Regions from separate parts of the Mus musculus genome. Here region 2 is linked to region 1. The links are chromatin contacts, called in public Hi-C maps. All regions are on one chromosome and are shown on one strand. The core of a region is the stretch at or near the end of the contact, and the rest is flanking DNA. Distances in the headings are between cores, read along the strand shown.

The links. Hi-C and Micro-C count contacts between places; a contact is called where the count stands out from the background.
Region 2: a contact with region 1 is called in a Hi-C map of liver, with 2.6 times the contacts expected there. The contact joins two enhancer-like sites. A contact is called at or near these places in 10 of 484 Hi-C or Micro-C datasets (adipose-derived mesenchymal stem cells, cerebellum, cerebral cortex and 6 more), 4 of 115 datasets of contacts at active chromatin or transcription factors (acute myeloid leukemia, embryonic stem cells, hepatocytes and 1 more) and 1 of 9 other capture datasets (embryonic stem cells).

The regions. Positions count from the first base shown.
Region 1 is chr2:65,006,235-65,008,787 of GRCm38.p6, reverse strand. All of the region lies in intron 2 of Grb14 (growth factor receptor bound protein 14), which reads left to right. Among named protein-coding and RNA genes, the nearest start is that of Grb14, 15 kb to the left of the region's middle. Within about 2 kb of position 1,282, at least 30 of the 459 cell types and tissues checked have an H3K27ac peak or open chromatin away from gene starts, as enhancers often do. A contact at or near this core is called in hepatocytes and liver, where this site is marked.
Region 2 is chr2:65,333,023-65,335,575 of GRCm38.p6, reverse strand. It overlaps Slc38a11 (solute carrier family 38, member 11), which reads left to right. Exons shown (of 12, transcript NM_177074.2): 9 at 825-986. Among named protein-coding and RNA genes, the nearest start is that of Slc38a11, 30 kb to the left of the region's middle. Within about 2 kb of position 1,270, at least 21 of the 459 cell types and tissues checked have an H3K27ac peak or open chromatin away from gene starts, as enhancers often do. A contact at or near this core is called in hepatocytes and liver, where this site is marked.

The sequences.
Region 1 (2,553 bases), core at 33-2,532:
ACATCATGTCCTTGTGTCTGTGGGAGTCAGCACATCACAGCGGGGAGTGCATGATGGAGCCGTGCCATCCACCTCTAGGTTGACATGAAGTTGCACAGAAAGGTGAAAGGCTCCTATGCTAGTATCCACTTCAAAGTCCTCAGCTCGTTCCCTCCTCCCAGTTCTCACCTCTCAAGGTTTCTGCTGCCACTTTTCAATGATGTCATGTGTTGGGGACCAAGATTTTAATCCACCAGCCTTTGGGAGACATTCAAGATCCAAACTGTTGTGTTTACTGAGCTTAATCTTTCTCCCTAGTACATATTATCACCCAGTTCTCTTTGTTCACATGTGTTTGCTCATTGCATTTACTCAGTAGAACAGAAGCTCAGTGAAGGCAGAGATTCTTTTGTAGTAATATTTTAAAGTTTACTTTATTTGTAATTATATGTGTATGTGTGTATGGAGGGCAGGTTACTCATGGAATACAAAAGAAAACATTGGATCCCTTGGAATTCGAATTACAGGTGGTAGGGAACTGCCCTAAGTGGGGGCTAAAATGTCAGCCATTTTACAAGGTCAGTGTGGTTTTAACCCCTTGTGTTAAATTTTCTTTACTCAGTTCCTAGAAGGTAAAAATATGTCTGGTTTGTAGCAGGCTCTCAAGAAATTTTGGCTTAATAAATAAATAATAAATAAGAATAAAGCAATGAGGAAGAAACAGAATTGTTGATTTCTTGATGCAAGTGAGAGTCTACCTGAGAGCCTACTGATAATCTAATATAAACGATTTAATTTACAAAGAAACTTAGAAACATTAAAGCTACTTCTTTTTCAGGGAAGGTTCTGCGATTGAAAGTTGTTGAAAGAGATCCTGGGCAGGATAAACATTTGAGTATTGTTTTAGCACTATAAGCATATTCTAAATTTGGATCACCCTTGCTCCCAGTGAGTCCTGTTCTTTGTCTCCTGGTCTCCTTGTCAGCATTTTCATCCTTCCCAGCACACATGTGCCAATTAAAAAGCTCATCTCCTCTTTGGGGCTGAGTCTGGTATGGTTTTTCAGCCAGCCCACATTCACAGTGGAAGATTACTTTCATTCTTGGGGAGGGTGACACGGGCATGAGAGGCTCAGTATTCAGATGAAAGGGCCACTTTGGTATTATTTAACTGTGTTTTGGCAAGACTCTGGTCAGTGTCTGGTTTCTCTTTGGAGCCATTTTGCATTATATTACAGTACTCTGACTGTGCTATGCCAAGGAAATTAAGATCAGCTGGAACACTCAGTTGGTCATTGGCTTGGACTCTTAGGGCACTGGGAACTTGATGACCTCATTTAGGCTGAACCTGCCTTTGTCCCCAAAGCATAAGGGCTCCTTTTACAAAACCACGTCTGCAACTTGGGAAAGATACGAGCAAGGTTCAGAGAAAAATGACTTAATAGTGGAAGATATTTGGGTCAACATTGAGTGTGGAGTGCAGAATACGTGCTGACAATTTAATTGAGAAAGATGAAGAGGAGGCACCAAATCCCTTCAACATGACCTTAGCCACCAAGTCCTGTGATCTTGGAGGATCATTTGAAGATTGGTTTGTAAGTGCGTGTGCATTTGTATATGAGATCAGATGTTGATTCTGGGTGTTTTCCTCAATCCTTCCTATCTTACTGCTTTTGAGATAGGATCTCTTATGGAGCCTAGAGCTTTCTGATTAAACCAGGTTAGGTGGCCATTGAGCCCCAGGAATCTTCCTGTCTCCAATGCTTGGATTTGAGGTGTGTGCTGCTGCTAGCTACAGCTTTTTTTATGTGGGTTCCTTGGAGTCAAACTCAGGTCCTGAAACTTTCCGCTCAGGCACTTAGCTAACTGAGCTGTCTCCTTAGCTCTGAAATGCATGGTTTAAAGAAAACTAAAAGAAAGAAATGTTTATGGTGCCAGCAACTGGTATGGGTTTTATGTTCTGTCAGTCTGAGAAAATTTGAGAGAACATCCTTCATTAGGACTTGTGAAGGGCCCTGTGTGCTCACGTGAGACACTTGAGGGAGGGTTGTCACATGAGAAAAAGCTGCATGGTAACCATGGAGAAGTCTTTGGTGATGATGCAGAGTTTTGAAGATGAGAAATCACTGTATAGCCCTGGCTGGCCTGAACTCACAGAGATCTGTTTGCTGTTTCCTCCCAAATGCTGGAATTAAAGGCATGCACTTACTACACATGGCCTGGATTATTAAATTCATTTTAATTAAAAATATGAAGAAGAAATTTTTTATTTGGGGATGTATTTGAGAAAACAACAGTTAACGTGGATTTTCAAGCACAAATTAAGTAGCTTAGTAATATTACTTTCTCTGAGATGCTAAGGGCTGTACAACTAGTCTCTCTTTCACGTTGGGGAGTTCTGGTAGAGACATTTGCAAAGTTCTTTGCTTCCAGTTCTATGAAGGGCCCGTACCTAACCTCCATCTCTTTCTTCCCATTTCTTTTCTGACCAAAGTTCTTCCTCCAGATTTTTGTTTTTTAATTTTATCAATACCTGTATCATTAGTATTGAGGCTATTGGGTTTTGTTGCATTAG
Region 2 (2,553 bases), core at 21-2,520, 330 kb before region 1:
TCCATTATTAAACTTTCTCATTTGTTACTAAATTTTGCTTCTAATTGGAGAACAGTGTTTCGATGCTGGACATTCATGACAGTAGTTAGCACTCAAGCATATCCCTGGCCAGCCCAAAGGGACCCCCATGACAATGGTAGCAATCAGGCACCTTCCTGGCCATCCCCAAGGGACTGGGCAACAAGTCATATCATCCCTGGCTGCTCAAAGGCAAAACAATTCCCATTGTTGCCCCTGTCACATGTCCTCCTGCGCATGTGTCATGGCCCCAATAAAAAGCCACTTTTTCCCCAACCCCAAACCACTTCATTTTCCTTCCTTCCTTTATGTTCTATCGCCCCTCTCTTTAATAAGCCCCACCCCCTCCACATGAGACCTGTTTCCCGGTGTGATTTTGTCAAACTTGTGTTAGTTCCACCAATGGTTAGTGTGTCTCCTAACTTGGAAGTCCAGTAAATGTCATAGACTTCTATAAAGTCTTGGCAGAAAGGATTTAGGATTTCGCTAGATATTTATAACTCCACTATGTCCCAGCTGCCAAATAAAGCAAGGTACAAATTTTCCTGAAGATAGGAAGAGGAAAAAATGGGAGAGTTGTTGGACAGGTCTGGTTTATGTTGAGAGTTACATGAAGTTACTAGGTAAGCCTTCTGTGAAGTTCCTTGTATGTAGGCCTTACGTTCTGGCTTACTTAGTGCTGTAAATTAATATATGTTCATTTGAGATATTAGATATTCTAAGGCAGTATACATCTCTCACCTTTTCAAAGTAGAAAACACAGTCCTGCTGTTTCCCGAGTAATGAGGTTTTCTTTTGTGTTCCAGCGTTCATTTGCCACCATAACTGCTTCCTAGTCTATGGTTCTCTCGAAGAGCCCACAGTAGCGAAGTGGCGCCGGATTATCCACACATCCATCTTGGTTTCTGTATTCATCTGTGTGCTCTTTGCAACGTGCGGGTACTTCACTTTTACTGGCTTCACTCAAGGTAACATGAGAGACTAAACCACAGCCCATCCTGGTGCAAGTGCACTGGTACCAGTCGATCCGTGTTCTGCCCGCTTCTGGAAAAGTTTTTCCAGGGGACTACCCCACCCCAGCCCTCTTCCACCCACACTCTCCGCTTTCTCCTCCTGCCTGTCTATCGTCTGCTCCACAATTTCTCTCTTCTTAACCTCTCAGATTTAGTTCTGTGATCCGTACTCTCTGCTCCCAGGCGCACTTGTTTGCTTGTTGCCAGACGTGAACTCTGGCTCCCCTCTGCTCTGTACTTTTCCTTTCCCGGGTACTAATAGCCTCCCAAAGTTGAAGCTGATAACCTTTCCGCCTTTGGTCTCTCTGAACCTTTCTGAGTCAGCTGTACTGAACTGCCTCCCACTTGAGGAAAGAATAACTGTACTGTTACCACTCTTCTTTTTCTGTGCTAATATTTTTGTTGTTGTTTTCGTCCTCAGACCTTTCTAATCTCCCACGCCACTCAGAGATTGGGGTCCTGCTTTTCCATTGACAAATAGTCTGCGTGATCTTCCCATTGCCCTTGAAGCCCAGGCCTGTAGGATGTTTCTGCTTAATTGTCTCATTCTGGATTAAATCAGCAGACATCACCTTTCCTATAAAGCCAGCCCTTTCCCTCCCTGCCGTCAAAGTGACTTCTCTTTTCTTGTATCTCGTGGTCCCAGTAACTACGTGGTCCCCGTTTTACTGCTTTTAACGCTTTCATCCAATCATTAAGGGTTTAGTACTCAGGGTAGCCTGACAGCAGCCAGATGCCATGATCCACATATCCCGCAGCTTTTGCAGGTCTAGGATCTCACTTGACCTTCCCACAACCCTTTGAATGTAAGTGGAATAACTAGTTCTACTTCCTGCTTACACAGAAATAGAAGTAACTTGCCCCAGCTGGCGGGTAGCAACCAGTACTCGTGTCTACTGATGCTCAAACTCAGATATTCTCCCCGCCCCTTCTCTGTCTGCCTCCCAAGTTTTGATCTGCACAGATCCTCTAGTAGTCTCTTAGTGTCCAGCTCTTCTTGGCTTAGTTTTCTGTGTCACTGTGGTACTCTTGGTATGCCTTGGTCTGAATACCTGTCATAGATCACCATGATTATACACATACATTTCTCAGAAAATAAGAAAGATTTTTTAAAAACTGAATGATTAATGTGATACCAATATAGTAATATGTATATATATATTATACACACATAGATAAATGTACATATACACACACATATACACACATATATACATATATATATACACACATATATATATATATACACACACACACACATACGTGTGTGTGTTCTACCTGCTCTAGGATAGTACAGTTAAAAGCAACCTTGAAAGTCTTGATAAGAACTGTTTCAAACACTGCCATTTACCAGTCACGATTACTACATAGTATACCAAGCTGAATGGCCTAAGGGTTCCTGATTGCATGGTAACCTTGGTTTGTAAATGTCTCTCTGTTTTTGCAAGTGACATCTTCATAGTGATTTTAGCATTGGTAATTGCCATGCTGTAGTACTTATAACAGCTGTATGTGGTCACTA